Regions from separate parts of the Drosophila melanogaster genome. Here regions 2 and 3 are each linked to region 1. A link is a contact called in public Hi-C data. All regions are on one chromosome and are shown on one strand. The core of a region is the stretch at or near the end of the contact, and the rest is flanking DNA. Distances in the headings are between cores, read along the strand shown.

Region 1 (3,641 bases), core at 701-3,200:
GAAAGACCCAAAACTTGTCGCGCAGAATTTTGCATTTTTTTTAAGTGTAAGCAAAACGTTTGTTACTTACTGGACGTCAGTTTAAGCGGAGAACAGCTTAGATTTCATTGAAGCAGGATAGAGATACAGATGCAAAACCTATTTGTAAAATTCAAAAGAAGAGAAAACCACTTTACTTAAAACAGACCAAAACAGCCCAGATTCGCCCGCTCTGCCTTGGACTGTGGGCACAAACGTTCCGGCCCGCTGACTTTTTCAACACCAATCAGTACAAAATAATTTCCATTTCAATGTTGGGAGCCCGAAACAAGATCGCGGCGGAGCTCTCCATGCTGCGAGTCCAAGGCGTTTGTGTCCCCAACCAAGGCGACTGCGAATTGAAGGCCTCTGAAATTATAATTCAAATTCAATTTTTTAATTTAAATTTAAAGCGTAACGACGACGATTCGACCAAGTTCGAATATTATTTTTAACCTCTTTTATTTAAGCCGAAACATGATTCGTCGTTCTAAAAACAATGAAAAGAAAGCAACCAAGCACTATGTATTTTTTTAATTTCTCCATTGATCTAATTTACAATTTAATTTGCAATTTTTTGTGATACTTTGCTATATTTTTAAACCTGGTATGTATACAAATTAAAAACAAATACAACTGAAGAGAAAACGATTAATTAAATACCCTTACAATTACCTTAAATGGACCATAAGATGAATGCGAATATGAAGAGCAAACTCGCAATTCTATATTGTAATTATAGAAACGATTGTGAATAAAAATCTGAGAAGAATTGTAAAGCAATATTGGAAATGTGTTAAATCCAAGTCAACTTTTAAAATTTGAGAAAAAAGAAAGAAAACCCCACAAACCAAACAACAACAACAAAACAATAGAAAAAAGAAATAAACAATTGTACATGGCTTTCGTAAAGAAATTTATGAAGGCTTTGTATGATTAACCAAAAAAAAATCCACAAATTTGTGTTTTTATTTGCGTTATCACGTACAGTTTTTCGTTGGCACTTTTAATTCCAGAGCTAATCGGCAAGATCCCCATACCCCGTACCCCCCGTAGAGAATCATAACCCCCTCCACATTCCAGACGATTCGAACAACATGTGCTCCGAAAAATTCCACTACGAGGTTCTCACATGTTTTTGTTTTTGAGCACGATATCTAAGCGAGCAACCAGAAAGACAGAAAGAACCACAATAAAATTGAAAACTAAAAAGCGCTTTGCTAGGAGATCGAAACAAAGGAAAATGCGCATATAGTACATATGCATATAAATATACATACATACATATTACATATATAAATGCAGCTGCATTTGTGCTGCGATTTCACAAACACCCAGATATTGCGACATAAATGCATGCAAAGTAAAATAAAACGATAAGCAACTTTACAGAGCCGAAGGGCATACATGTAATAGAACCATTTCCAACTCCGTTTCGATGTGAAAAACTATCCTGATTGTTCCTATGTTAGTTCTGAGTAGATGCAACCGCAATCGGATCGGCGAATCCATTAACAACTATGCAATAAGTGCGAATTGTCATTGTGCGTTGAGGAAATTTATATAGATACGCAACAACATGTAAGCATTTTATAGATTCTTACACAGCAGTCAGCATGATAACGATAAATGTTTAAAAGTTTTACCACATCACCACTACACAAAATAGATACATACATGTTTAAGAAGTTTATATACATAAATTGATATGAGACGACCGATAAGATCGTAGCCAGAGAGCTCAGCTAGCAGCAAAGTCAAGTTAAAACTCAAACAAAACAAACAATTGCCTAACGATCAAACAATCAATGTGTAAATCCCCTCCCAAAAAACACCCCATCCAGTCGATGAATCCCCACATCCCATTCCCATTCCCATTCCCACCTAACCCATCCAACTTCCCCAAATCCCCTAAAACGTGAACAGAGAGATACAAATATTTTCAATGGAAACCCCGAACGAGATCCAGATGACGTCCAACTACTCCGGCCGAAAAATCCACATGCCATATAGTAAATTGGATTTTTTCAGCCCAGATCCTATTTTTACTAGCTTAAAGTTTTTAGTTCTTGGATCAGAAATAAGCTTATAATCCATTAAATACGCTCCTTTTTAACTTTTTCAAACTGAAAATTGCTTACAAAGCCAAAATATTTATGAGTTAACTTTTTCGATTCGAAAAAATTGAGTCAAGGCAACTTCTCGAGTTTCGAGTGTCAACAGCGATAGGAAGGGAATTTCCATTTGGTTAGATGTTTAAAAACCCATTTACATATGATAATGATTTCCTATGAGTTCTTTGTTGAAACAGATGTTTAAAAAATGGAGCTTGGCTGATTGCAAAATTGAACAAAGTTGAAGTGAATATGGGTATGGATGGCTTATTGGATATTTCGATTTAGGAGGTAAAAGTCCGCGACTTCGATGGAACCCCCGAAAAGTGGCGATCCCAGAAGGAGGACGGTGGAGAGAGAGAGCTGTTGGATCAGTTTAGTTCACAGGTAAGTTGGCAAAACGCGAATGTGACTCACTGGCGGTACAAACTAGTATTATCTAGGTGGATTTCTCTAGAGGTTGCTCGAAGAAAAAACAGACGCCGTGCGAGTGGTGAACGTGCTTCGAATCACCTTATCTCGCACCTACCGCGCTCCACACAGAGAAACAAATATGCTGCAACTTTACACGTTTTAAATGCAGTTTTCTAAACAAAAATATATGTGTGAAATTTGTATACCCATTTAGATCAATTTTAACGTGCTTTGATAAGTCTCGAAAACGATTTGAGTTTCGGATGAAATGAATCATCACCCCAATTGTTACTCTGCATTTGATGTTTCTGTTTTTTACCTCGCCGCTTTGGGATTTCTTTATAAACGATGTCGCAAAAGAAAACTGGATTCACAGGCAACACACTATGTGGGCAATGGGCTTCGGTTTTGAATTCGGTGTCGTTGTTTACCGCTTCGCTACCCCTGAAGTAAATACGTTCATACATATGCATGTATATATGTACTTACCATTATGTTTGTACTTTATATGTACCATATCCGATCGAGTCGAATGAATACAAGACAATAACTGTACGGGTTGTCCATATTTGAGCATCGAAAGCGTTTTTCCCTCGACGAATTCATTTAATGCTGAGACCCGTAGTCTTTAATTTTTGTGTAATGCTCTCAACGATTTTCAGGCCACCCCCGAGAAATACATATACATGAACATATGTATGTATAACTGAGGACGGTGTTTACGTAGTGACGAAAAGCACGCAGAGTATATATATAGTAGTATATGAGTATATATACTCAGTATATATATGTATACTGGAATAAAAATGTAAAATATTTAGATGAAACTTTAATATTTATGGGTATCCGGTAGGTGCTCGTGCATTGTTGTTTTCAAACTCCACTAGATATGTATCTACATATGTGTGCTACCCATATTTGTTGCCCTGGATGCCTGTATGTCTGCACACAAACTTAAGGCAAATCAAAAGCGTAAACAATTTTGTTTTTATTTTGCTTTTGGTTGCTTCTCTTTTATTTTAATGGCGCTTTGCTTAAGCTAATTGCAATCTATAAATGGCGACGGCGATAGTGGATTTCAGCGAGGTTGTCGGT
Region 2 (3,641 bases), core at 630-3,129, 1.7 Mb after region 1:
GATGATGTAGGTACCAGAAATTTGGGTCGCACTGTTTGTTCACGATACTAAGGCAGTTCTGTCATTACAGCTCAGCAGCAATAGCAGCTCTTCGACCTTTTCATCCTCCTCCCAGCAGCAGTCGTCGGTGGACTACGAGGCGGAGGACGAGAACGAAGACAAGCAGCGCAGGCCGTTGCATAAGAACGACAACGACAGTTTGCTGCACGTTCAAAATTTCCTCAAGTGCTTCGGACCGAATGCTTATGCATCGACCAAACCATCAACACCCACTCCAGCAATCGCATCAAAACCTCTAGCCATCGTTAAGTCCTCTGCCGGAGGGCAACTGCGTGCCTGGCGCCAGAATTATAGCTCTCCAATTAATGGAGTTCAGGCCGCCACCTCAATAGCAACATTACAGGCGGCCCAGTCGACGACAGCCGTAGCGGAAAACACAAGCACCAGCACTGCCATGTTTCAAGCCCAGGCCAGTGCGAACCAAAAGCCAACCAAGTTTCAAATAAACACAAAGTTTTTGCGCAAACCACGCAACAAACTACTGAAAATGCTGCCGACAGCGGCAGCTCTAGCTCCAGGTGCAGCGACCACTGAATTCAAGCAACAGGAGGAGCAACTGCAGCAGCCGCAGATGTTCAACGATGATTCCAACGCCAAATTCAAAGACTTTTCAATCGACTCGTTATTGAATAAGTAAACGTAAAACATTAACGGTTTAGCCTTATTATTTGTAGCATAATAGAAGAAATACATACAAACAGAGCCCGACCGCGTTCCTAGTTTCCTCCAACAGAACCACCACAAATTTTGTTTAGCCAATCGAGTAGCCACACCATGAACATAGCGACAACCTATTCTAACTAATTGTAGTTGTTTATTGTTTATTTATTATATGCGTATTGTATAACTAATGCCGCAATTCATAGCTAGCATAAGTATGTAAATATCTACTTAAATTCGATAATAAACCACAAACACGTGCTAGAATTTAGAACACGTGATTTTTTAAGGTTAAGGTTAAGGATGGAACCGATGGGCAGTCACTACTTATCGAGGGCGGCGTGCACGCGCAGCATCATCTCATTTTTGACGACTTCAGGCACCAAAGCGCGAGCCTGTTAAGATTTCAATTGATTGATAGAGTGCGCCAAAAACAAAAAAAAAAATAGTGGACATGAACCTACTTGCGGGACTATTTGGGCAGCCAGTTGGTCGCGGTTTATATTGTCCACTCCGCGCTCCATGATGATGTTTCGTATCATTTCCTTAATGTCCTTGTGCCATCCGCACTCCACAAGACGCGTGTGCAGCAGTTCCTTCAGGCTGTTGAGTTAACGAGAACGTCCAGGAGTAATGGCAATCGAATCCTCATGAGAAATACTTACGCGGCCTTATCTTGACTGCGTAACGTAGGCTTATATCCAGGATCGGGATCGGTTCCCGTTTCCTTGTTTATTGTCATGGTTCGAGTTTTAATTCGATTATCTCGTGTATTTTGAAAAGTACTTAAGCCCGAGTCGGTAAAATTCGTTTGGAAATCAAATGCAGTGTTTTGACGATGAACTGATTCCAGGAAACTTTACAGTTTCGGAACTCGTTTCAAATCCAGCAACGGGCATGATTTTTCTCACGATAGCATTGTCAAGAACTAAAAATGAAATTAACAACATAAACTAATCAGTGAATTTGTATAAAATTTATTAAGCGTAAAGTATTAGTTAATTTGATTATATACTTTTTTTATTAATGCGAAATTTACCCAGTAACCTTTGTCCCGTGACAGAAATTCAAAATATCTCTCAGTGACTGAGAACTATTCGTGAATACTGTAATCACATACTGAATAATGTAATCGCAATAATCCCATCTCTAAAAATAAATGTTTTTGTTTTGATTTAAAAACAAGTCCTCGATGGATTTGCTTCTAGAAGTTGAAATATGGCATGAACTTAGCTTTGAAGTCCTTGAACCCGAACCCGAGGTATATGTATAATGAATTGCTGGCCACAGAAATCCTGCTCGTGCCCTTCTCAGGCCGTTAACTTCTTCGTAAGAAGTTGCATCTTCACCAGTCTGCTTATTGACTTTAATGACTTATCCTTGCAGCACACATCGACCGTCCGCTCGCTGTGCGACACACCATATAGTGCTTATCCGTGTCACCTGTTATCAATTCCTGGAAAACCACTTCGTTCTCACCGTGCACTATATTCAAGAATCTGCAGCTATTAACCGCTTTCTCAGCGTTTCAACTATTCGCAGAGGTGCGTCAGAAAGGTTCCCTTTTTATTTGGCTAAAATCCTCAGATAGAGCCAAACGGAACATAGTAGCCCAAACTCTTGAAAGTTTCAACTTAAACGGGGATGCTCCAGTGATTGTTACGGAATATGACGAGAGCTTCAAAACTGCGTTTGAAAACCAGGTTCACTGTGCTACGGTACACAGTTGATCAGGGCTGCAATTTCTATATGAAAAGTGAGTAGAACATTTGGAAGCCATCCGTTTGTCGCGATCTGTAAATTGCACGCCATTGAACAGAATAATTGGGACGTTTAAAGATGTCCAGCACGATTAAGGAGTAATGTAATGGCCGTGATTAGTTTCTTGCCGAACTTCGAGAACTCTGCAAGGGAGTTGGAAGCCGTCACAAAACCCACGCTGCACTGGGTGATTCCGCATTTACGAAAACTGTCTTCCGATGTCGTGGCTGAGGAACTTCACTTTTCACCCACAACAAACTGCGACGTTTCAAGGAATCCTAAAAGCAAGCTAGAATAAGCAATGGAGTCCAACTATGTGGAGTCCAACAGCCAGAGTAAAAGGTTCCCCGTTAAAATGACAGCAACGACTTAGTAGCCCGCGAAATCAACGGATATCTGATTATGCAGGTAGTGCTGAACACTGATTTCAAAACGCACCACTGGTGTAAGGCCCCGAATGCCAGTTTTCACTCCTCTATAAAGTCAGTTGCAAGGTATTTGCTCGAAATACGCTGTTCCACGCCCAAAATCTAATTAGCGCGTCATCTGGATCCACAGGAGACTTAGATCGGGCTTGGACTAAACTTGTTTTCTAAATCATAACACGAAAAATGTTTAATATTGTTTTTTCAAGTGTATTTTATGTTTAAAATGTGTTGGTTTATCGTTTTCAGTCATATACCTTAAGTTATATTGTTTGTAAAGCCCATAGAACAAATATATATTGAAAACACTCCTGTAATATCCCAGAGCACAACAAGCGATGTGGTTTAATATTAAATGCTTATTAAACTTATTTGGGTTGCTATTGCATGATTTCGAAATTCAAAGCTTAAAAGTATAAATGACTAAGCAAGTCGACACAATTAAAAATATTCTGTTATTTAAGTATGGAGAGAAGAGCAAAAAATTGTTACCTGGCAACTCTGGTGTAAAATAGGTTGGTAGCCCCAAATGTGTATGTCAAAAAAATGTAGAATGTATTTATAGTAGAGCTGGAAAACCTCGATGTTTTTCAGTTTTTCAATACATTGAGCGTTTTGGAAAGCAATCGATGTTTTCTCCGCGCTAACACAGACACATTAATAGAGCGAGAGAAACAAATAGGTTGTTTAATTTTATAAGGAATAGAAATGTTAGTTTTCCTTATTTGATTAAAG
Region 3 (3,641 bases), core at 355-2,854, 1.3 Mb before region 1:
CTGTTTGTGTTTGCACGCCTGTTTTCTGTGTCAAATGCATTTTTCAGTCATCCACCCACACGAGTAAGGGGGAAAAATAACAAAAATCGACCTCATAACACCCACCCACATAACACATCCACACACGCACACCACAGCAGGTGAATGGCGATTCGACTGTGTGTAAATTTTTGTGCTTCTCTATGTAAACGATGGCCTTATGTAAAAGTCTGTTCGTTATTTTTACACAAAATATTGCAATTTGCTTTGTGTGTACCCCTACACATACATATGTACATGTGTATATGTATGTGGGCCCACGGTACGTATATGTACTATATACTGCATACTGTGCGCTCGCATGGCGAAAACTGTGCAAGGTCAAGTGACTGAGTATGAGTTGTTGCTCTCGGATTGCAAGTGCCTCCGATTTAATTGCCTTGCCTGAATTTATCCACACTTTCAAGTCGCCGCAAGTCGGGCTTTAATTAAGATTTTTACTTGTCAAGCGTCTATAACCTATTCCACAATTAAATCCGGGGTATTTTGAGCTTCATTTCTTATATAAGATGATGAAAACGATTTGCACAGCAAATGAGAGAGAGAGAGGGATGCAAAAAATTTGGGTTACAAGCGACTGCAGCGATACTAAATTTAAAACTGCCGCTGTGCGAACGAAAGCAAAAAGGCAGCTGATTGTTTTAAACAAATTGCCCGACTAGACACACAAAAAAACTGCTTGACAATGTGTGTGTGAGTTAGCGAAAATGTGTTCGCATTGCACTTCTATTGTTTTTGTGTTGTTGTTGCTTGAATTACAGGGTGCCTCTTTGTTGTGCCATTGCATAATGCCCAGAGAATCGCAATTGCAATGGCAGATGTGCAGCTAGTCGACTGATATTACGTATACGCCACCGAAAAAGCCAAGACCCGCTTGGTTTTTGGATTTTGATGAGGGTTTAGCTTAGTGTTGGTGCTGGTGTATTGCTGTTTCCGTTTCTGCTTGTGGGTTTATGCAATCCAGGGGTACAAAATCACACTATGGGTTGTGGGGACGGGAGGGGGTGGGGGTACGCAGTTAATCAGCTGTTCAGCTGGGGATCGATCGACTGTTCGTTGGCTGTGGGCCTCTGCGACTTCCGCTCGTTGTTGCCGACTCGATGGGGAAATGAACACTGAAGCTGGCCAACGGCAATGGGCCAAACAGAAACGGACGTCGGCGACTGCAGCAGCGATGGCAGCAGCTAACACTGCGTCGACGTCAACTGCAGCTGCGTTTTTGGCTTTGCTTCTTCTGGTATTCTTCGTTGTTGTAAAAGGAAAACTGTTACAATTTTAGGCCAAACGCGACGCGAACCGATACCGCTTTGATGGCCACGTGTGTGTCTTGTTCTCGCTTGCCAGTGTGTGAGTGGTAACAAGTGTGTGTGTGGCAAAGACGCTCTAAGGTGAAATATACTAAATGCAGGGCGGAATTTTGTACGAAATGTATTTCTGTCTCTCGCTGCAAGTGCAGCTGCCACAACACACACCGCACACACACACAGAGCCACGTATATACTATTCGCTTCGCGGCTAAAAACTAAAAAGTCAAACTACTTTGGTCTAATGCTGAAGCGCAACTGTCAGCTGCTCGGGCCGTTCAAAAAAGCTAGCTGAGATAAGGCTAAAAAGCGAGGAGAGCGCGCTTTCGGTTAAAGCTCTCTCTCCGCACTCACACGGACGCACACATGCATGCGAACAGCGGAAACCGAAAGCTTTTGCAGTTGCACATGACGCAAACAAAAACTATCTAGCTCTCTTTATCTATTCCTTACCCTCTCTTTCGCTCTCGCTGGCTATCTTTTTCTCCCTCGCACAGTTGCAGTTTAATGTTCAAGGTGATGTTTCGCTGTGTGCGTGCGAGTCCGTGTGCATGTGTCACAGTTTTTTTAGTTTTTCGGTTTTTTTTTGTGGGAGAGATTCCACAATTATGCGAAATTATCGATCAAATTTTGCTCTAAGGTCAACCTTAAATTGAAAATTCCGCTTTTCCACCGCGAATGTTCCCCCTGAGGCCAACAGCTGGTATCGCAATTGTTAATGTTAATCTCGTCATGCACGACCTGCTGTCATTATAATATTAGTTCGATAAAACGAGAGCTGGCACACGATCTTGGGCGATAAATGATTTCAAGTGCGCCGACAGTCGACATTGCACACAGTCCCTATGAATTTAATCTATCTGATGAATCCCCCAAAAAAAATATACACAAACTTGTGGAATGTACATATGTACATACATATGTATGGAGATGGATGGATGTGAAAATGCACAAATCTACTGACCAAAATATAAAACATCTAAGGTAGGAACGACGAAGTAAAATTGCAGTGCACAGATTTGTTTGATAAATAGTTTATCTTTAGAATTAATAAAAAAAACTATTGGTTATAATACCAATAAAATGCAATCCACTGTTTTGTACGAATGAATCAGAGTAATGTTTAAAAAGCGCATTCATCTATAATTGTACCATAGATTAATGATTTAATTTGTTTATCATAAACTTGTTATTTCCGATGATATATTAGCCACAGCTTGATTTCTATATCCCTCGGATTGCGTAAGCCGCAGAGCTCAGCTCGGCCATTGTCTATAATTTTATGGCGTTTATTATTAGCGTTTTTTATTGAATTTGACGGCGTTTTATATGCGAGCACTTCAATCCCAGCTAATTTCGACATAAAACTTGTCATGAGGTCACCGAAAGGCGAACAAAATGCACAGTGTGGCAACAAATGTGGCTTTAATTACCCTGCAGATAATTGTTTGACCAGTCCAGAGGGTAGAAATTGATTTCATTCTATGAGTTGACTGAAAAAATCATTTGCTGTTCTGTCACCCAGCGCGATTGCATAAGACAGAAGCAGAAAAAGAAACTCTTAAATGCACAACTATCACACAATGTATATAAGCGTATACTATGGAATAAACGGGGGAAAATTCGCTCGGGCGGAAAATCAATTTCGCTTTCCTTGACCTCAAGGGAGAAAAGAACGAGAAAAGACAAAGGGGAGTGTCGACAAAGGATAATTGACGGTCATTTGAAATGCAAAAGTGACAAAAGTGTCTGCATTGGCTAGCAGGCAAATGTCGAAATAATGTCATCAAGTTGCCTTTGCCTTTGCCTCTGCCGTTGCATTGTCTTTGCACAGCTGCAGTTTGCGGTTCGGACCAAGAACAACAAATCTTGGCCAAATTCAATTCGCAGCGCATTTCGGTTGCCAGTGTGCGCAGTGGTGTGTGGGCCGAAAAGGCGATGCGAAACGAAAATAGAAAATGCCAAATGGCTTTGCTTTCGTTTTGCAGCACAAGTGCACACGCGACTGGGTGAAAACCGCGAAAACAGAGGCAGAAAATCGGGCGAAAATAAATATAGTTATATTAATCACAAACAAACAAAATCAATTTGCAGCATGAACATCATTTTAATTGTTTGTGCCAGCCATTCGGCGATTTCTAAAGCAGATCGCTAAAAATTTCCCTCATTACTACGGACGGTTTGCTATTTGTGCGGGGCACAATTAATGATTTCAAGAGTTTTCAGAGCGTTGCATTCGATGCGCCCATAATCGCACCTCGGAGCCCCAAATCCCAAATCGGCCGATGTGCGTGGATA

What was found. A called contact is a pair of places that touch in the nucleus more often than the background predicts.
Region 2: a contact with region 1 is called in a Hi-C map of the Kc167 cell line, with 3 times the contacts expected there. A contact is called at or near these places in 4 of 107 Hi-C or Micro-C datasets (the D17-c3 cell line, the Kc167 cell line and the S2 cell line).
Region 3: a contact with region 1 is called in a Hi-C map of the Kc167 cell line, with 2.5 times the contacts expected there. A contact is called at or near these places in 2 of 107 Hi-C or Micro-C datasets (the Kc167 cell line and the S2 cell line).

What each region holds. Positions count from the first base shown.
Region 1 is chr3R:8,811,888-8,815,528 of dm6, reverse strand. It overlaps CG9837, which reads left to right and starts at 1,950. Exons shown (of 2, transcript NM_001170086.3): 1 at 1,950-2,519. It overlaps aqz (aaquetzalli), which reads left to right. Exons shown (of 2, transcript NM_001275461.2): 2 at 1-2,039.
Region 2 is chr3R:7,091,945-7,095,585 of dm6, reverse strand. lncRNA:CR43685 (long non-coding RNA:CR43685) reads left to right here and starts at 1,879. Exons shown (of 3, transcript NR_073989.1): 1 at 1,879-2,049; 2 at 2,107-2,476; 3 at 2,540-3,239. It overlaps e(y)2b (enhancer of yellow 2b), which reads right to left and starts at 1,651. Exons shown (of 3, transcript NM_001300275.1): 1 at 1,386-1,651; 2 at 1,185-1,323; 3 at 859-1,115. The coding sequence starts at 1,462. The coding sequence ends at 1,044. It also overlaps a transcript of Alh not described here.
Region 3 is chr3R:10,091,724-10,095,364 of dm6, reverse strand. It overlaps lncRNA:CR43459 (long non-coding RNA:CR43459), which reads right to left and starts at 1,604. Exons shown (of 1, transcript NR_133372.1): 1 at 1-1,604.